Linked DNA regions of Mus musculus: regions 1, 2, 3, 5 and 6 are each linked to region 4. Evidence: chromatin contacts called from public Hi-C and promoter capture Hi-C data. All regions are on one chromosome and are shown on one strand. The core of a region is the stretch at or near the end of the contact, and the rest is flanking DNA. Distances in the headings are between cores, read along the strand shown. Region 1 holds the start of C1ql4 (complement component 1, q subcomponent-like 4). Region 2 holds the start of Fmnl3 (formin-like 3). Region 3 holds the start of Gpd1 (glycerol-3-phosphate dehydrogenase 1 (soluble)). Region 4 holds the start of Eif4b (eukaryotic translation initiation factor 4B). Region 5 holds the start of Prpf40b (pre-mRNA processing factor 40B). Region 6 holds the start of Dip2b (disco interacting protein 2 homolog B).

Region 1 (3,417 bases), core at 733-3,232, 3.0 Mb after region 4:
ACTATGCACAGTCAACCAAACATCCATTATCTGGGGCCTGATTTTTCTAGATTTTTCTCTAGTTAATAAACAGTTGGGGAGGCCAAAAGGAGCCCAGACTGGGGCCGATGAAGACTGGTCTGGGGCAAGACAGAGGCTGTACCAGTCTGGGCAGAGCAAGTGAGATTAGCTTTCTGACTTTCTCACCAGGCTCCATGGGCTTCAGTCCTCAGACAGGATAGCTGGCTTCTGTGGGTCCTGGATTTCAGTACTAAGACAGAGACATACAAACACCCTCTTCAAGCAGCCTCACATGGGTACACAAAGACAGCCCACAATCCACAGTCCTACTCACCCAGGGACAGCAAGGCCAGGATCGTATGGCCCATCCCACCACACACCCAGTATCCAGCACTGTCACAAAACACAGACCCATAGCCTACCGCTCCGCTTGCAGAGCTGCCCCGCCCCCGCGTCTTCTTCACAGTTGATATGTCACATTGGAGTCCGAACACGGACCTGGGTGTCTCTCTGCAGCGCGCCATTTACATTTCTCTCTCGATCTGTCAACCTGTCTGGGCTCCCTTCTCTCTCTCTCTGTCTCTGTCTCTCCCTCTCCCGCTCTGGGGCCGTCTGTCAGTCTCTTTTCGAAGCTTTGTCTCTCTGTCTCTGTTTCTGTCTCTGATTTCTCGGCTGTCCGTTTCCTGCTCATTCCCTAGTTTCTCTCTCTCTCTCTCTCTCTCTCTCTCCTTTCATTTCTCTCTGCTGCTTCTGCTGCTATGTGCTATGAGACACCCCCCCCCCCAAATTCATAGAGGCCAGGGTGGGAATGACAGATTTGCCTTTTCCCAGACTGGTCAACAAGTACCGATTGAGCCCTTTGCCATGTTCTGTATTTGGTTGGGGGCACCGAGGGACGTGTGATGGCGAATTGCTATTTATTTCTGTTTTCTGTTTGTTATATATGAGTCCCCCTTGCCCCTTGTTTAGCTCTGCATTCCCCCTCTGAGGTTTTATACGTATATTGTAGCCTGACCCCTGTTTACCCCATCACTGTGTTTATCTTCCTTTAAGCGCTGAGAATACCAAACTCCAGCTACAGGGTGAAAGTGAGGATACATACGGTGAGGGCTGAGAATCGCTGCAGAGCCCTGGGAGCAGGCAGGGAACCTGGAGGCCCGGGGCTCGGCGGAGAGGTGGGGGGAGATGGCGCGGCCTGCCCCGCCCCCGTGCTTCCCGCTCTGGGCGCCAGGGGTCGCTCCGCCTGCGGCCGCTTATAGTGGCTCCTGCCGCGCAGCGACTCACACCACCCGCACTGCTGCCAGGGAGGAAGGTTAGGGACGCAGAGAGGGAGAGCGCTTGCTGGAGAGGGACGCCTGGCTAGGGCTCTGATGAGGGCTGCGGCCACCGCGGCCGTAGGAGGCAGGTAGTGCTTTCCACGAGCTAGAGTGCAAAATCTCTGACGAGGTCGCGTCCAGAGAGAGCCCCCCACCTCACCTCCCGCGCCAGCTCAGAGCCTGGGACGTCGGGAGAGCGGGGAGAGGTCCCCGGTCTAGCCGGGAGAAATCAGCGAGGGGAGCCCGGGACCAGGCACAGCTGTCCGCAAGAAAGCAACTGTCTGGAGAGGTGGCATCTTAGACCTGTGAGAAACCAGCCGTCCAAGAAGCTGCAGGTTTCAGGCGCCCTGAATCATTAGAACTGCACCCGAGGGTAATATCAGACTGTAGGTTCTGAACCCTCAAGGGCTGTCCTTGGCCCAGCTCACGGGGAGATCGCCACCCTGACAGGCGGTTTGGGGAACAGCACTGCTGTCACAGAAGGAATTCGCCGCGGCAAGGTGGTCCGGCACAGCCGTCGGGAGATCCAGACCGGGGCCCGAGCCCGCGGAGAGCCCCGGGCCCCCGCCACCATTGCGCCCAAAAGTGAGGAGGATTTGCTGGCCCTGGCCGCGTCACGGCTGAGCCGCCGCAAGCGGGTGGCGGGCGCAGCCGTCGGGGTGGCCATGGTGCTGCTGCTGCTGGTAGCCATCCCGCTACTGGTGCACAGCTCTCGCGGACCAACACACTATGAGATGCTAGGTCGCTGTCGCATGGTGTGTGACCCCCACGCATCCCGAGGCCAAGGCCCCGACGGCGCGCCCGCCTCGGTGCCTTCCTTACCTCCAGGTGCCAAGGGAGAGGTGGGGCGGCGAGGGAAGGCAGGCCTGCGGGGGCCACCAGGACCCCCAGGTCCCAGAGGGCCCCCTGGAGAGCCAGGCAGGCCAGGACCCCCAGGTCCTCCTGGCCCAGGCCCTGGAGGGGCAGCGCCCCCTGCCGGCTATGTACCCCGAATTGCCTTCTACGCGGGTCTAAGGCGGCCTCACGAGGGTTATGAAGTGTTGCGCTTTGACGACGTGGTGACCAACGTGGGCAACGCTTACGAGGCAGCCAGCGGCAAGTTCACCTGCCCCATGCCAGGAGTCTATTTCTTCGCTTACCATGTGCTCATGCGAGGCGGTGACGGTACCAGCATGTGGGCCGATCTGATGAAGAACGGACAGGTGAGGTTGCCCCTCTACTTAGCCCCAGATCCTGCTAATGACTTCCTAAAACTCCCCGCGCTCAGCTCACAATCCAGCTTCTCCCCTGAAACACTATCAGGGTATCCAAGACTGGCAAGGTTACCAAACTTCTAATGTCACTCAATTTAGTCAAAGAGGAGGAATTGGGGGGGGGGGCGTCTGGAAAAGAAAATCACCTGACAGGACAGTAGGCTGAGGTCAGAGCTAGAACTCAGGACTCAAAGGCCCCAACCTCCACGCTCCAACCTCCGACTGTAGCCTGCCAAATCAAATGTCCGTGGCACCTTCCCCAGCCCATAGCTTCTTCTTTCTTTCTTCCTTGAGCTGCCCTCTCTATTGGGGTGGTCTTCCCAGTCAGTGGGTTTCCTGGCCCTGGCATGGAACAAGCTATTAGAGAACCTGGTTTCAGGGAATGGAATGGGATCTCTTGTTTTGGGTAGTGGCAGTCTCCCCCCAGGGGAAGTCATTCAGCTTGAATTTTCAAAGAGAAGTGAAAGGGGGTGGAGGGGAGAAAACACTAACTGGCCTCTCTACTAGATCTTATTTGTTTATCCCCAGGACCTGGAGCCAAACCTAGACCAAGCTTTCCTCCCAGTTAATACTGATTGTGTAGGCAGATGTGGACAAGGGTCTCTGGCTCCAGGGGCTATATAAGTGGTGGGGTAAACCAGATTGGATTTGGAAAAGCTAGGAGACAATGGACAGGAAGAAGGGAGGCCTGGTCTTTGGGGCCTAAGCCCACCCTGGGAACCTCTCAGATTCCTCTAGGTGTTGCCCCAGTGGGGAGTCAAAAAGCATTGCCACCTAAGATTTGAGGGGATAGCACCCCCAAAGACCCACATATTTGAACAAGCAAGATGCCATAGGGCTGAGTGGAG
Region 2 (3,252 bases), core at 734-3,233, 2.7 Mb after region 4:
TATGTTTAGGATCGTGGAGAAGGAAAAGAGGAAGCTATATGTTTGGCTGATTTGTCAATATTAGAAGAGGTACCACACAGGGATGAAGAAGGCACGCTTCCCGTCAAATTTCTATTTATGCTCCATGTTACTTGAGTATTCATGATAAACAAGTGTGCTCTTTTTGCTCACATATGTATCTTCAATGCTCAGAAAAGCATCTGACATATAATAATCTTTTCAAAAAAGCGTTTGTTGAATGAATGACTAAAACATTTGGGTGACAACTTGAGCGGTTGGATCTGGTTTCCAGTCATCTGGAGTCTGTGTTACCCTCGCAGCTGTTCTCCATGTACTAGCTTCATTCTCAGGCAGGTTGGGCTTGACGTGATGGCAAGGTAAGCAAGAATAGCTGTAGGTTTATGGGTTAACAATTCTCAAGCTCCAGGAACAGAGAGCCTCTTTCCTGACTCTTCCTTTACAGCCTTGACTAGTCCTACAGTCTCTAACATTGGGCAGTCTTGGGCCAAGTCCTGCTCCTTGATAGGAGCAAAGTCCAGCTGCACTTCAGCCAAAAACAGAATCTAGTGGTTCTCTAAAAGAGAACTTCTCTATCACCAGAAGAAGAGGGATAAAGGCTGACAGAAATGACAGAAGCCCATCACCTTGTTAGTAATGACAAGCCAGAGCAGAGTTGTTCTCCTATTTTCATACCAGTTGATAAGGTCTTATTCTAAATGCCTCTTTCACCTGTCTCTGTCTGTCAGGAAGAAGCCTTTCCCCTCCCTGGATGTCTGTGTCAAATATATCTCCCTCCCGAGTCTCTTTTGGATGGAATCCCATCCTTCCTAAAGCCAAGTCCAGGGAAGGGCATGCATGACCTCTCCAGAAAGCAGGCATTGCCACAGTGTGGCGTGCAGCAGAGTCTAGTGGTGAGCCAGCAGTCTTCGGTTCCATCAGAGCTGGAGGGCTGTGAGCAGCGGAAGGACCTAACAGATCGCTTTCTACCAAATCCAAGGCATTTACTTCCACAGTCTAACCTCTGTTCTCTGATATGCTGTTTGTATGGTTTACTGTTTGCATTGTACAGGAACTTGAGACCTGGAGAAGTCTGTGTAAGGCTCCAGAAAAAGAGATACCATCCTTGGATAATAAAATCCTCTGTGAGCCAGGCCGAAATGGACATTAGGTCACAGCAATCACCTTTTTAAAAACGTGCATTTTCTAGGTGTTTTTCCTACGTATCACACGTGTGAAGGTGTCGCGGATCCTTTGGAAATGGGAGTTACAGACAGTTGTGAGCAGCTCTGTAGTTGCTTGGAATGGAACTCAGGTCCTCCAGAGGGACAGCCATTGCTCTTAACAGCAGAGCCATCTCCAGCCCTCACAGGAATAATTTCAATCATTCTTTTTTTTTTTTTTTTTTTTTTTTGGTTTTTCGAGACAGGGTTTCTCTGTATAGTCCTGGCTGTCCTGGAACTCACTTTGTAGACCAGGCTGGCCTCGAACTCAGAAATCCACCTGCCTCTGCCTCCCAAGTGCTGGGATTAAAGGCGTGCGCCACCACGCCCGGCTAATTTCAATCATTCTTTCAAGCGCAAATTTCTCCCTCCAGTCGACAAAAGCTCAGAAGGTGGTGGTGTGACTTCTCCGGGGTTATATACATGGCTCTCACGATAAGTTGCTTTTTTTCTGAGACAGTCTTGCTATGTAGCTCAGGCTGGTCTCCAATCAAGCAGTCCTTCAGCCGCAGCCTCTCCAGTGCTGGAATGAACAGACCTGAGTCACAGATGGTGGTCTCCCTAGTGTTCCCAGTTAACTTTGCAGTCCGCGCTCTGTGGCTACATCCTCCAACAAACACAGCGATTGGATGCCCACCAAGGGCCACCAGGGCGCGCTCGCAGCCAGGCGCGAGGCCGCCGAGGGCGGGAGGCTCTGTGATTGGGAGGCGCGGCTGTCAGTTAGGCGCGGGCGGGGCGGTGGGCGGTGGGCGTGGCCTGCATGAATAAGGCGCGCTTCAGCGCGTCGAGCGCTTCGCCGCCGCCCGCCGGACTGCGAGGCGCCCCCTGAGGGGCGGAGGAATCGGGCCTGGGGAGCGGGCGCTGAGGGAGGAGCCAGGTCGGAGCGGCTGAGGGCCCTGGCGAGGAGGTGGAGGGCTGAGGCCCGGAGGAGGCCCCGCCGCGATGGGCAACCTGGAGAGCACCGACGGTGGCCCGGGCGAGCCGCCCTCCGTCCCGCTGCTGCTGCCGCCCGGCAAGACGCCGATGCCCGAGCCGTGCGAGCTGGAAGAGAGATTCGCCCTAGTGCTGGTGAGACCGGCGCTGCTGCCTTCCCGCCGCCCCCACAGCCCCCGCCGGGTCCCGCCCACCCCCGCAGCCCCGTCAACGCCTGGCCCGGCCGGCAGCTCGGAGCGGCCCGTCGGGGGTCGGGGAGGAGGGGTCCCCAAGCCCGGGACCTGCCCGAGGTCCAGACTCCTCCCTCCCCACTTCCCTCAGACTTCCCGGTCCGCTGCCGGAATTCCATTCCCGGGACCTCGCTGGTGGGACGGTTTCGGAAGCTGTTGGGTCCCCAGCCAAAATCAGGCATTTTTCCTCCTTCATGAGAGCGGGTCTCGCGTTCAGACCAGATGTTTCGGGGAGGAAAAGGGGGGATTGGAGAAGGGGCTGGCTGCCCATGGGGGTGGGGGGTGGGATAAGAAGCGATGCCATTCTACTTATTTCAGGACCGCCTGCAGGCATCCTGCTAAGTTATAGTGGATTTGCCTAGGCTGAACATGTGGATAAGCCATTTGACTAGACAGTTTTTTCCCCCCAATTGAAACAATACACAAACCATCCCGCCTGGTTTTTTATCCTCCCTCGTTTCATGTTAAACTTTGGTGACTGGTTCGTGTACCGTTGCTTGTGGTTCTTTGTAGTCCTTCTGTGGTTTCAAAAGGGATGGTTTCTAAAGACGAACTGATTCTCCTTTGCCCTGGGGCTTGGACGTTGATGTGAGTGACTCTGAATAGAGAGGTTAGTAGCAGGTATCACTGAGAGGAAGCTGGACCATGTTCAACATGAAGCTTTAAAAAAAAAATGAACATAACGCTAACAGATAAATCTGAAAAACTTGGGGAAATAGCTTTCACTTCTTCCCCCAAAGAGCTATTAGGAGATAGTAATAATTCTGGTGTATTGTTGGTACGGTCTGAAGGACTGACTTTGCCCGTGAGGAGGGATAAGTTGTAGACTTAGCAGCCTTATTGGATTTCATCTGCCTTGGAAGAGGGAG
Region 3 (3,386 bases), core at 790-3,289, 2.4 Mb after region 4:
TTGCTTGCTTTTTTTTTGGGGGGGGGGGTTGGTTTTTTTGTTTTTTTGTTTTTTCGAGACAGTGTTTCTCTGTGTAGCCCTGGGTGTCCTGGAACTCACTCTGTAGACCAGGCTGGCCTTGAACTCAGAAATCAGCCTGCCTCTGCCTCCCAAGTGCTGGGATTGAAGGTGTGTGCCACCACGCCCAGCCCCAACTGCTTTCTTTACTCTCTCCAAAGCCAATCCCTCCCATCTCCATCCGGGTTGTCGGTCTTGTTCTGTATATTCTTTTATGTGCTCTTCTATCTACCCCCACACCCCACAAAAGTTAGCTGCACCTCACCCCCAAACATGCCAAAGCGTCTCTGGTACCTTAATAAGAGATATGCCAATAGTATTGGCCTTCAAGTGGCCCTTGAGCTGGTCACAGATCTTGCCAATGAACTGATGGGGTACCACAAAAACCAGGATGTCAGCGCCTGTTGCAGCCTGGACCACGTCTGGGATGGCCACCTGTGAAGGAGAGCAGAAGCTCTCGTGTGCCTGGTAGACCTCTCCTAGTCCCAAGGGGACCCCCTTGCAGAAGATCTCCAAGCCAGTGTTAGGGGAGGGAGGGTTTTTGAGACTTTAACAGGAACTATCAGAACTTCTGTGTTCCCTGTCCCCAGCTCTCCTGGGGCACTGAAGCTTCCTAGAACACGCCTGCCTCCACGCTGCCACACGTTTAGCCCTTGGCTATGGGTCAGTGAAGACTGCCAAAGGCAGCCTAGGCCTGGCAGGGGGAAGAGGCCAACTAAGATTTCATCACTGCTGCGTCTTAGGGGCCCGAACTTGGCAGTGGGAGCCCCAGTCTCCCTGCGGACTCTCTGTCCCCCCTTTCTAGGTGAGGAGAATGCCATATGGATTTGACCAAAGACCAAAAGTCCAATGATCAGCCTTCAGATCTGCTAATAACCAGTGAATGAGTAACAGGGTTAGAGTTCAGGGCAGGCAGGAGAAGTTGGACCCCGAGTCCGGGAGCCTGAGAACCAGCCTTTGGTTGCCATGGAGACCCCTCTTTTCCACCTAGCACCTCTAAGGGGTGGTACATTCAGATTCCAGAAAGATTCCAAAAGAGTAATATAGGGGCTTAATGGGGGAGGGGTACTCCAGGCCTAGAGCACCCCGCCTGCTGCTCCACCAAGCCAGCGGGCGCCTACAGTGGCCTCCTCCCCTCCTCTGGGAAGGAGGCACCTCGAAGTCACTTTTGCGTGTTGACTGAGTATACCCTTTCCTTGCCTCGCTCTCTCTCTCTTCTCACATCGAGTTGGAGCTCACCACATTGGGGGGCAGCTTGTGCCCTGGCAGGTATTTAACATTCTCGTGCTGAGTGTTGATGATCTCAGTTAGCTTTCTGCCCCCGATGTCTTCCTCAAACACCCACATGGTCACCCGTGGGTCAAAGTGTGCCAGCCGGCCTGCATTGCTACCCACGATCTTGGCAATGGCTGAGCCCCTGGCGGGAGAGGAAACACAGGAAAGTGGACTAGGGTGACAGGGAGGAGGGGGAGGAACTCATAAAGCTTGTTGGATTTTTTTTTACCTCCTGCCTCTCACTCTCACGTCACTCCGCCCCCCTACTCCCACCCTGGTCCCCTATGATGAATGTGTCTCCCACAACTGGCAATAGAAGATTCAATCTATCCAGTCTTTGCTGCTGGGGAGGTGGGCTAGCCTTCCCTACACCGCGCAGGCAGCTTCTCAGGCAGGGAAGGCAACAGCACTCTGCTCACCTTCCTGTGGTGAACAGGTGCAGCGCCCAGGCGGGCACAGCCGGGAGGCTGGGCACAGACTGTCCTGTGTACCGTAAGCACTGGAGACGGCAGCAGGAGTCCAGCTGGCTCCTGAGGGCATTTCCTACCCTCTGCCCGCTTCCTGCTCACCCAGCCTCCCTCCGCGGAGCCCCTCAGCCCTCGGAGAGCCCTTCCCTCCCCCCCTGCCCTTCACAGAACCACTCACCAGTTGCCAGAGCCGACAATGCAGACTTTCTTGCCAGCCATGGTGCTGCTTGCTGCTTCTCTGCCCCGGCGGGTGTGGGCTCCGAGTATTTAACTCCACCACACGTGGGTGCAGCCAAGCTCCGCCCCTGAGGTGGCCCAGAGGCTGGCACCCAGGGACTAGGAGTCTGGCCTGCAGAAAGGGTAGTAAAGGGGACAGACAGGTGGAGAACAGGACTGAGGCTGAGGCCAGGCCAGCTTTTCCTCTCGAGTTCCCAGCTGACAGTGCTGGCCAGCTTCTTCCCTCGTTTGGCCTCGGCTTAGTTCTCCACCTACGTATTGGTATTGAGTCTGGTCAAGAAACAGTAACACCCCCCCCCCCCCAGCTATCACACCCCCCCCCAGCTATCACACCCCCCCCCCCCAGCTATGCCTTCAGTCTCCAGCACTGAAATAAACTGCAACTGACAGGGCTCGGCATGGTGGTGCATGTCTTTAACCCCAGCGCTTGGGAAGCAGAGGCAAGAGGGTCTCGATGAGTTCGAGGCTAGTCTGTTTCAGAGAGAGAGAGAAAAAAGCACTAGCGTCAGCAACAGCGATGTTTTCAAAGGCAAACGCCTCATCGCTCTCGCTAGCTAGCATGTGCCTCCCCCAGATCCTCAGCTGTTCCACTCCCATGATGTCCCATGATGGTAGCTCCACCACGGGCTCTGGGTGAGAGGATCAAGGGATGTGAGCACCTTCTAGGGAATAATACTACAATACCACATACACAGTAAGGGGCTGCTTTGGTGTATACCCCCACCCCGACCAAGGATTAAAATATCTCGGGAGAAAATGGACATAGTGGTGCACACCTTTAATCCTGGCGTTCAGGAGGCAGAGGTAGGTGAATCTCTGTGTGTTTGAGGCCAGCCTGGTCTACAGAGTGAGTTCCCAGATAGTGGGGGGGGGGGGGTTACATAAAGAAACCCTGTCTTGGAAAACTAAAAATAACAAGGTCATCTTGGTTACTTGCAGGTCAGGGACCCACAGGTTGCCCCTTCACCTCAGATAATCTCCGTTTGAAGGTCTCTAAAGGGAAGGAAGGTCAAAGGCCACTGGTGACACGTGGCCCACCCACACTCCTTCCAGGCTTCAGGAAGGGCAGAAGGTGGTGGCCAGCACATGCTCCTGGATAAGCCTGATCTCCCTTCAATTTCTTCTCTCAGGCTCTGCTTATCCCACAGGGACCCTTAAATTAAACAGCTGGTTACAGTCTCTAGACAGGGCCAGAGAAGCCAGTTACAGCAGCAGCCTCTAAAACTCAAGGGTAGCCATGTCTCCGCAGCTCTGTGGTCTCTGATGCCGGTGTGGGTGTGTAGCTTTGGGGGAGGGGGAGAAAGGCAGGCCCATATCCAGCAGTTTGGGCTCCATGGCACCCACAGACAT
Region 4 (3,112 bases), core at 203-2,702:
AGATAGTCAAGAGCTAAATGAGAGACCTTGTCGCACAGTTTAGGCACAGCAATCCAAAAGGTATTTTTAACAGATTATGCTATAAAAAATAAACTAAAACGAAAACTAATGCTGGGTGTCTAAAAGCCCTCTGGTATTCACAGGTCCACTGCAAATGCCAAAAAAACCCAAAAAGCAAAAAACTTGGAAAACAAAACAAAACAAAAAAACAAAACCCGAAACGACCTCCACAAACCTCACTTGCAATGCAGGGAATATACATTCCACCAAACAAACAAACGCACGCAGAACCTCTAGCCACTATTTTAATAGCACCTTCTGGAAGTTTCCCAGTTATCTGGGAAAATGACAAAAGCTGAATCCTGACACTAAAACTACCCAAAAAATGGAAGTTCTATATAATGCAACGCCCCGATTTCCTTCCCCACCTCTGCCTGGCATATAGTGTGCACTCAATAAAAACTGTTGGTTGAATCAAGAGGTGGAAAGAAAAAGGCACAGGAGAAATCTAGGTGTCTATCCCTACAGCACCTAACACGTGGGAGCACCCTGGGTTCCCTACCCCCAACTATAGTGGGGCCAAACCTAATATGCGTTCGCTTGGGAGTACAGCGGCCGTGCCACGCTCCCAAACCGACTAAAGCTTAAAGTACAAGGTCATAAACGAGCAAAAGCCAGGTCCATCCAGGCTTCCCATCTGGAGTCCAGCAGCGCGTGTTTCTGAGGCGCGCCTTCTCCACCACCTCGCCTCGTCGCCCGTGCCGCGCACGCGCACCGCTGCTTTCATCGGCCCCTCCACAGCCTCGCGCTCGCGTTCTAACTGCACCCCCCCGCCCCCACGAGGGTCCGCAACGGCCTCGCGCCTTGGAGACCCGGCCCAATGTGTTCCGGTCCGCGCGCCAACCGCCTCCTTCCTCCACCCGCGCCTTGGCGCGGGCGCGGTGCTTCACGCCTTTGAGAGCCTCGCGCCTCCCGCACGTCTCTCTGTGCTGCCTCCTCCAATTGAAGGCAGGGTCCACCATTTCTGCCTACTCCAACCTCGCGCAACGGGGTGAAAAGGGTGTGAGGGGGAGGGGAAGGCCTTCCCCTCCCCCTAGACATCCCGAGGCGGTAACCTCAAGCGGCCATGCCGCTAGCCTGCCGCTGCCCCCAGGTCCGAAAGGAGCCGGTGCCTCCTGCCCCCGACCTCCAGCAAGGAGCGGACCAAGCCCGGAGGCTGTTTCCGAGCCTGGTCTTTGGCCACGCTCGGCCGCTCACTCACCTGAGGCCGCCATGTTGGGAGAGGGAGAGAGAACGCAAAGGACCCGGATGAGGCAGTCACGTGATTATAGCGGGCGCGACGGGCTTGGAGACGTGAAACCAGGAGGGGGCGGGGAGCCGAGGACGGAGGCAGAAGGCGGGGCGCCGCCGCCGCGCTGGGTTCGTAAAGCAGCGCGAGGGGGTGGCGCGGCGTCCGACGGGAAGACCTGCGCGACATGTGGCCGAAGGGGTGGAGTCTGAGCTGTCGCGAAACCCTTCGCTTTACGTCGGGCCCGGCGCGGCCGTCCGGTCCGATCTGCGCCCGGGGCGGAGTCTCCTGGCGCACAGACTTGTGGGTGCTGGATCGGCGCGAAGGGCGGGGTCGCACTTGCTGATTCTATGGAACAGAGTGGACTTGGAATCTAGAATGGGTGTGCCACAATTGATTTTTTCCGAAGGGAAGATTCTGAGTTTCTTTTTAAATCACTTTTTGTAAAGACAAAGAAAATATAATGTTCCGTAGAATGGTTTCAATTAAGAAGGTAACATTTGAACCATGGGCTTTTGCCTCATTTAACCCTCCAATGGACTGACAAGGGCCAGCACCGAGTGGCTAGCCACATTTCTTACAGCGAATGCTTCATTTTTTTTAAAAATATATATTTCAAAAAGTGAAACTATTGAACACCAGCCACGTGCCAGGCACTGTTTAACAGACATTTGTGGATATAAAAAGGGATTAAAACTACCTTGAATAAAATACTACAAATGATAAACATTACAGGTAAGTAGGCTAATAGAGTAAAAGGCAGTTGGGTACAACTCCAGATGGCCTGCCCCTCTACAAGAACAGGGAACATTCTTAGCCACTGAGCCACAATTCCAGCTCCTAAAATTTTTTTATGACCCTAAAACATACAAACCATAAAACAAACAAAAAACAAACAAATAAAAACAGGGGTTGGAGAGATGGCTCAGCGGTTAAGAGCACTGACTACTCTTCCAGAATTCCTAGCACCCACATGGCAGCTCACAACTCTAACTCCAGTTCCAAAGGATCTGACACCCTCATATAGACATACATGCAGCAAAACAGCAATGCACATAAAATAAAAATAAATATACTTTAAAAAATGATTTGCAGAAACAGGCATGGTGGCACATACCCTTAATTAATTTATTTACTTATATTTAATTTGGTGTTTTGAAACAGGGTCTCTCTACATAGCACTGGCTGTCCTGGAACTCATTATGTAGACCAGGCAAGACTTTAAATTCAGAGAGCCACCTATCTCTGCCTCCTGAATGCTGGGATTAACAGTATTCATTACCATGCCCAGCTGGCACACATCTCTAATTCCTACAGTTGGAAGGCAGACAAAGGCAAATCTCTATGTATAGAGAGTTTGAGGCTAATTTGGTCTACATATCCAGTTCCAAGTCAGCCAAGGCTACATACACACAGACCCTGTCTCAAAACAAAACTAAACAAAACAAAATAACCCCTAAACCAGCCAACCAAACAAAAACAAAACAAGAAGACAGAAATACTTTTCTTAGCTCAGTATGGAGCACCACATACAAAAGTGGTAATCACCGTGCTTGGTAGATTGAGATAGAAAGATCAGTGGAAGGCAAGCTTTGACTACAGAACAAGTGAAGATCAGACTGGGCTACAAAGAGACAACGAGATCATTTGTCAAGGTTTGATAGCCGTACCTACCCAGTCCCTCTCCTTTAATTTGCTATTGCTTTTCCCCAATGGTTTTCAGCCTGACCACTGTATTAACTTCCTAGCTGGGTTTCTTGCCTGAAGGCTTTGTCTACTGCAATGCATGCAGAATATGGCTGCCACACGTCTTCCTGGAGGAGA
Region 5 (3,400 bases), core at 772-3,271, 2.8 Mb after region 4:
ATACAACTTTGGGACGGTAACACTTCTGAGTGGACTCTGAAGTGACCAGTGCAAAAGGACAGTAGAAAGAAAGCTAAAGACAAGCAGATTTGTCAGTCTTCCCCGGAACAGAACACACATTGTAGGGCAGGGGAGAGTCAATACTGAGACTATTGGCCATCTAGTCATCATATATTCAGGGAGACCAATGGAAGCATCCTGATACAAGATGTAATCAATTCTCAGCCTTCAGATCTAAGGGGTAGCTCAGAACTGAGCACTCAGAAGAACAGGGAAAAAGACAAAAATAGAGAGACAGGGAAGAGAACAGAGATCACGGCTAACAGTAATGTTTGCTGGGTGCATATTATGAGCCAGAGTCACACCACATGTCCATTTAATCCTCACAACCTTCTGAGAAAGTATCCCCATTTCATGGAGAAGCTGGGGTTCTAACAGGTTACTTCGTGGCTACAGTTCTCAGAGATTAAACGGCGGAGGCAGGTTTGGAATCCAAGCAGTCCGACCCCATAAAGCTGCCTCCCAGAAAGAAGGATGGCACAGATGACATTTCTTAGCCTCATTTTTTTTAATCCCAATCCTGAGATTCTGAGACAACCAGGTGATCCTAGGTAGGCCTGGACTGACTTATTCACCAAAGGAACTGTAAGAAAATGAAGGCTAAGAGGCATATTTCTCAAAGAGAGGCAGCCATCATCAAAAAGAAACGGGGTTGGCAGAGTAGTTCAGCACTACAGTTCTTGCCGGCATTAACAAGGCCCTAGGTTCAATGCAGAGCGCTGCAAAGAACAGCTGAGCTCTAGCACCCTGTTGTCTCCACTGACCTGCAGAGCCCAAATAGGTCCAGCCCCTCCCCCACCTACTTCCTAGCCTCTACTCTGGTGTGTAAGCCCTAGCATTTCTTCTGCTCCCCACAAAGAGCCTAGAGATCTTTCTAGAATACAACATTTTGCTTCTGATCCTCCATCACCTCTTCACTCTCCCGAAGAAACAGAATGTTGTTACTTCTGGTTCTCATCGTTTTTGAACTTCCAGGGTTCAACTTCCTCTATTTATAGAGTTCTCCCATTTCTCCAACGGGATTCCCAAGGCCCAGGCCTGCCAGGACCCAGCCTTGCAAGCTTTAAATCTCTTATCCGTAAATCCCGAGAAATTTTCCCCAGTCAAGCTGAAGGTCTCCACTCCAACATCCTCCTGCTTGACGCATCCTAGAACCCCTTCGCCTGAATTCCCTCCTCAAATCCCGCCCCCTTCTGCAACGGATGGAGAGTCCGTTTATCATACTGCCCATTTTCCTTTTTAAAAGTCAATGGGAAATTCAAGGCCCAGAGAAAGGTAGTGACTTGCCCAAGGTCACACAGAGTTACCACAGTCTGTCTGAAGGCAGAGCCAGGGTTGGGACCCAGGGGCCTCTGCTCCTCCGTTTCTTGGACTACTCCGGTTCTGAGGTGGAAACCAGGAGCATCTCTTTCCTCAGAAGTCCCTCCTAACCTCGGGAGACAGGTTTTGAGAACGGATGGGTAAGGAAGGGTGTCCCCTAAGGTCCAAAGGGGCACCTGGGGCTTCCAAAAGGCACAAGCCTGGGTCTGGGGGAGGGGCACGGGCCACGCCAAATAGCCTAGGATTGGCAACTGGTTTCCATCGCCTGCCCTCCCTTCGCCCCCGACCTTTCTCCACAGACCCACCGTTCACTTCATCCCTTCCTCCTCCTCACACAGCGCCTAGGCTCTCCGTCCCCTCAGCCCCCGGTCGCACCCGCCCCCCCGCCCCCCGCCATGCACCATAATGGCCTCCCCGCCCCTTCTACCCTCACTCCCCGCCCCCACCTACCTACAGGGCTTCTTTTCCTCACCCCTCGGTCCCCTCGCCCTCCCTCAGGGTCCCGGGTGCCCCGGCGGCCCTCCCGCCTCCCCGGCTCGAGCCCGGGCCGCAGGGGGCGCTGTGAGACAGCCCCGGGCCTCTCCACCCCCGCGCGGGGACGTTACCATGCCAGAGCCTCAGAGCAGCTGGGCCGGCTCGGCCCACTCGCCAGTAAAAACAGCTCTGATTGGCCGGGCTTCGGCCGGGAGGGCGGGGCCAGTGGGGGGGTCGCACCCCTTCGTGGCCGGGGCTCCGGTTGCTCTCGCCGAGGAGCGGAGCCCCCAACCGGCCCGGTGTGCCCGGCCCGGCTCCGCCCCCGGCCCGGAGCGCCAGGCCCCGCCCCCACGTGCGCAGAATCCTGGGACCGCCCCCTGGGGCGGGGCGCGCCTGGGCCCACCCCCGGGGGCGGAGCGCGCCTGGGCGGGCCTGGGACTGACCGCGCGCTGGCTGCGCAGGGCGGCGTGGCTCTCCCGGCTCACAGCCCCCTTCTTGCCCGCGACTCCGCGGCCACCACCCAGACCGGACCGAGCCATTAATTTCTCCCGCGCAGAGGGCACTACAGCGGTTCACAGAGCGGCTCTTTTCCCTGCGTATTTTCTTTAGTTTTAATTTTTTGTTGTTGTTGGTTTTTTTCGAGACATGGTTTCTCTGTGTAGCCCTGGCTGTCCTGGAACTCACCAGGCTGGCCTCGAACTCAGAAATCCGCCTGCCTCTGCCTCCCGAGTGCTGGGATTAAAGGCGTGCGCTACCACGCCCGGCTTTAGTTTTAATTTCTTAATTCAAGAACTATTAATTAAACTCCTGTGCCAGCAGCCGTATGTGTCGGGCAAAGCCGACAAATCCCCTAAATGAGTGCGTACGTGCCTCTCGCTTAGCGCTGGGTTACTTTCAGAATCTGCCTCTGTAACATCTACAGTGAGAGATAAACGTTCAGTTATGTAGATAAGGGAACTCGAAGCTACTTAATGGGCATGCATGCTCAAGTTCTTGGGCTAGTACAGCTGGCCCTGGTTGGAGGCATTGCACCTCTTTACCCCTCCAAAGCCGGGGTAAAGACCAAGACGTTGCCTGTTTCCTTCTGTAGGTTTCTGAACCTGACTCAGGAAAACACCTCTTTATGTCTATAGACAATTTGGCTTTATCAATAGTTGTATTAAAAGTTCTTATATTCATTCTTCAAGCCAGCACTGAGTTGTAGAGGCAGACAGATCCCTGGGGCTCAGCGGCTAGCCGAACTAGCCTACATTGTGTTTTCTGACTAGTGAGAGACCTGATCTTTAAAATGATGTCCCAGGACGTCATGAAAAGCCGGACATGAGGGGAAGAAACCCTTTCCCCTGAGATCTAATTTGTCTTTCTTGAAGTGATCTCAAATAACAAATCCATGATGCACTTTAAATCTAATGTATGTCAGGTGGTAGTGGGTGTACCCCTTTAATCGAGCATTTGGAAAGCAGAAGCAGGCAAATCTCTGAGTTCGAGGCCAACTTGGTCTATACAGCAAGTTCGAGGACAGCCAGGAATACACAGGGAAATGTGT
Region 6 (3,435 bases), core at 460-2,959, 2.0 Mb after region 4:
AAGCAATCAGGTCCTATTTTTAATCTCCCCCTCATGCAAACATCCAGGGAAACCTCCCATTCTGGCTAATGAAAGCTATAGCTGATTTGTTACTGAAAGTAAATACAGAACTGTTTTAAAAGATCTGAATGGAATTCGTCACACTCGGTGGCAACACTTTCACAAGAAGATGACAAGAAAAAAACAAAACCTTAAGGGAAATATATTTTAATAAACTACTTCAAATGTTTTTTTTTTTTTAAATCTGGTAAATATTGTAACCAAAGGTATCACCGGGCAAGCAACCCAAAGGTTTCCTATCTTCCTAAACGCTTCCCCACTGATTAATTGAAAAGTAATATGTTGATAATTGCATGCAGGTGAAAAGATCACCACCCTACACATTGGGAAAGCCTTAAAGGGTTATTAAAATTAATTATTTCCTTCAATCGAGTAAGATCTGTGACACTCAAACGCACTTCTGGCTTTTCACTATAAGTGATTCTCAAAAAGGTTTGAAAAAGCCCAGTGTCGTGACAAGTTAACAAAAAGTCGGAACTAGAACGCTCCTGGGAACTTGATCACATTCCTTACTCTTTTCCAATCAACAGTTTTTAGTGAACTTGAAAAATACTGGGGAGGGTCTTTGGCAAGGAATTCAACAATATGCAACTCTGGAGACATCAGCGAAGTGTACGGAAACCAAGCGCGGAGAAAATGCTGCTTTTGTTCAGAGGCCGCCTGCGATAAAAACAGGAACTTTACAGAGAAGCTGATCTCCACAGCACATTCGCCTGACCACATGCCCACAGCCGGCATTGAGGTCCTCATTGTTATCCAAGGCACTTCTCTTGTAACAGAGCCCAGATTTAGTCCATGTTTGAAATTATCTACACAAACCCAACCCTCCCTGTACCAATCCATTGTCAAAAGAAAGAGGGTGCCGGCCAGGATTTGCATGTACCCGGTAGCCACCTCTACAAAGACTCCAAAAGGTGACCAGATAGGAAAACCTAGACTGAATGCAGGTGGCAAGAAAAGCCTGCTGCTCCCAAGGACAGAGGCGGTCTAGAGGCAGCGGATCGGGGGGTCTCTGGGTTAGCGCCACCGCTTCCGACCTCCCTCGGACCCTCAATGGCTCCCCCGCTCCTTTCTCACGCCTGTCACTGGTGAGGCACCTCGCATTGTTAGAGAAGCAGGAAGACGTGCAGCTGCGGCGTCCCCCTGCGCCTCGTTCTGAAGCCGGAGCGAGGGGACAGGCGAGCGGCCCTTCGGGAGCAAGGCAGCAGAGGGGCAAGGTGTCAGCCGGAGGGCGCAGCTTTGTCTCCAGCTGACCCGTCCCCGGGTCCTGCGGGGCCCCCCAGGGACAACAATGAAAGCCCAGCCGCGCTTCGCGGGTGGGGAGCGGCGAGCCCCGCCAGCCCAGCCGCCCACAGGCCGCCGCCCGCTCGCCCGCTCGCCCGGCCCGCCGCGCGCTCGCCTACCCTCAGACAGCTCCAGCTCCAGCTCAGCCAGCTGCGCCCGCACCTCGGGGGGCAGCGCGGCCACCGCGGCCGGCGACGGCTCCAGGCCTCGCTCCGCCATCGCGGCTGCGCCAGCCACACTCCGGAAGACGAGAGGGGGCCGAAGGAGGGACGGACTGACGCGGGCCCACACCCCGGCTACAGGATCCGGCTCCAGCCGCCGAGAGCCGCCGGCGCTGCCGCTGCCGCCGCCGCCGCCGCCGCCATGAGCGAGGGTCACGTGAGCGTGCGGCCCCGCCCCCCGGCCTGGAGCTCGTCCCGCCCCGGAGACGCAGGACGGGCGTGGCTACAGCGCCCTCTACCGCGGATCTTGGAGAGCGCAGGCTGCCGTCGCCTGCTCTGCTCTCCTTGGGAAGATGCGGCACCTGCTGCATATGACGCCTACCTTCCACAAACTCTCAAGCAAGAGGACTCCGGGACGTTGCCCTTACTTCTTCCAGTCCCTCTCACTCGGGAGAGCATGCATCTGTCATGTCTTTTCCCCCATTTTCCCTGATGGACCTGCCTACAGGCCACATCCTTCATCTACCCCAGATTCTGGATTATGCCTGCCAACAACTCTTTGATTTCTTTTTCGGTGCTTCTTGTAATCCCAGCACTCAGGAGGTGGAAACCGGAGGATCTGAAGTTCAAGGTCATTCTCTCCTCAGTGAGAGCCAGCCTGGGCTACATGAGACCTGTCTCAAAACACAAGAAAAAAGATCACAGTCGAACTTGCTTCATCTTGCCTTGACTCCTAAAGACTTATAAAAAGAACTTCTGTGGGAATAGGGGTTGGGGACATGGTTTCATTGTTACAATCGCTGGCTGCTTCTGCAGAAGGCCTAAGCTCAGTTCTCAGCACTGGGCGTCTAATGCCAGCTTGAGGACCTCTGCAGACCTCTACACACACGGCTACATACACCGCATTCGGTATAATGGTGCACGCCTTTTATCCCAGCACACAAGAGGCAGAAGCAGGCTAATCTCTGAGTTTGAGGCCAGCCTGGTCTACATAGTGAATTCCTATTCAGCCAGGGCTACACAGTTAAGACCCTGTCTGGAGGAGCGAGGAACGGAGAGGGGAGGGGGAGGAGAGGAAGAGGAAGAGGAAGAGGAAGGGGAAGAGGAAGGGGAAGGGGAAGAAGAGGAGGAGGAGGAGGAGGAGGAGGAGGAGGAAGAAGAAGAAGAAGAAGAAGAAGAAGAAGAAGAAGAAGAAGAAGAAGAAGAAGAAGAAGAAGAAGAAGAAGAAGAAGAAAGAAAGAAAGAAAGAAAGACATCTCTTTATGCAGTCTTGCCTGACCTGGAACTCTCTACTCAACCGACAAAGGACAAAGATCCACTTTCATCTGCCTCCTTGCTGAGTGTTGGAATCAAAGACGTGCCCTAGCTTGATGGGGAGTTGGGGATAGCTTTTTTTTTTTTTTTTTTAGCCACCTCAGTATGTAACCTATATGTAGTCCAAAAGTACTCATTCTAGTTTAGTATATATAAGGAAGGCCAAAAAAAAAAAATCCCTGTATTCTTTTTCCCCTCTTTTATTATTATTATTTTCTTTATTTACATTTCAAATTTTACATTCCTGTATTCTTACCAAAAACTATTAAGATCTTTATTTTACATTGTAACTTTTGTGTTTAGTATTGAAATTTTGTCACAGGGAGACAACTGATTTATGATTTTTTTCCCCACTGTGTGCATGGGGGGGGGGGGGGTGGCACACACAGCCTGAGGGGATCCTAGTGTCTCTTTCTTTCCAAGGTGCTCCAAAATGGAAGCTGGGGATGTTAGAAGCAGGGAGCCCAGGAGTCAATCCCCAACATTACATAAACTGAGGAGCTAAATTCAAAATCAGTCTGCTCTGTCTCGAGTTCTAGGCGGGCCAGGACTCATAGAGAGATGTTATCTCAAAGCCACCATAAAGGAAAGAAGGAGGGAGGGAGGGAAAGAAGCG

The links. Promoter capture Hi-C pulls out the DNA fragments that hold promoters and counts their contacts. Hi-C and Micro-C count contacts between places; a contact is called where the count stands out from the background.
Region 1: a promoter capture Hi-C map of pre-B cells shows a contact between it and region 4, with 3 times the contacts expected there. The contact joins the promoter of C1ql4 here to the promoter of Eif4b in region 4. A contact is called at or near these places in 1 of 39 promoter capture datasets (pre-B cells) and 1 of 115 datasets of contacts at active chromatin or transcription factors (large pre-B cells).
Region 2: a contact with region 4 is called in a promoter capture Hi-C map of hippocampal neurons, with 4 times the contacts expected there. The contact joins the promoter of Fmnl3 here to the promoter of Eif4b in region 4. A contact is called at or near these places in 3 of 39 promoter capture datasets (hippocampal neurons, liver and pre-B cells).
Region 3: a contact with region 4 is called in a promoter capture Hi-C map of liver, with 5 times the contacts expected there. The contact joins the promoter of Gpd1 here to the promoter of Eif4b in region 4. A contact is called at or near these places in 2 of 39 promoter capture datasets (both in liver) and 2 of 9 other capture datasets (adipose tissue and liver).
Region 5: a contact with region 4 is called in a promoter capture Hi-C map of embryonic stem cells, with 2.9 times the contacts expected there. The contact joins the promoter of Prpf40b here to the promoter of Eif4b in region 4. A contact is called at or near these places in 4 of 39 promoter capture datasets (embryonic stem cells, liver and pre-B cells).
Region 6: a Hi-C map of B cells shows a contact between it and region 4, with 7 read pairs. The contact joins the promoter of Dip2b here to the promoter of Eif4b in region 4. A contact is called at or near these places in 3 of 39 promoter capture datasets (erythroid cells, hippocampal neurons and pre-B cells) and 1 of 484 Hi-C or Micro-C datasets (B cells).

What each region holds. Positions count from the first base shown.
Region 1 is chr15:99,086,293-99,089,709 of GRCm38.p6, reverse strand. It overlaps C1ql4 (complement component 1, q subcomponent-like 4), which reads left to right and starts at 1,982. Exons shown (of 2, transcript NM_001024702.1): 1 at 1,982-2,518. The coding sequence starts at 1,982.
Region 2 is chr15:99,369,213-99,372,464 of GRCm38.p6, reverse strand. Fmnl3 (formin-like 3) reads left to right here and starts at 1,983. Exons shown (of 27, transcript NM_011711.2): 1 at 1,983-2,288. The coding sequence starts at 2,163.
Region 3 is chr15:99,716,240-99,719,625 of GRCm38.p6, reverse strand. It overlaps Gpd1 (glycerol-3-phosphate dehydrogenase 1 (soluble)), which reads right to left and starts at 2,039. Exons shown (of 8, transcript NM_010271.3): 1 at 1,978-2,039; 2 at 1,297-1,474; 3 at 352-492. The coding sequence starts at 2,018. The region is part of intron 2 of Gm16537 (predicted gene 16537); the gene reads left to right.
Region 4 is chr15:102,072,113-102,075,224 of GRCm38.p6, reverse strand. Eif4b (eukaryotic translation initiation factor 4B) reads right to left here and starts at 1,452. Exons shown (of 15, transcript NM_145625.3): 1 at 1,262-1,452. The coding sequence starts at 1,274.
Region 5 is chr15:99,293,859-99,297,258 of GRCm38.p6, reverse strand. Prpf40b (pre-mRNA processing factor 40B) reads right to left here and starts at 2,021. Exons shown (of 26, transcript NM_001370635.1): 1 at 1,831-2,021. It also overlaps a transcript of Fam186b not described here.
Region 6 is chr15:100,036,938-100,040,372 of GRCm38.p6, reverse strand. Dip2b (disco interacting protein 2 homolog B) reads right to left here and starts at 1,709. Exons shown (of 38, transcript NM_001159361.2): 1 at 1,464-1,709. The coding sequence starts at 1,563.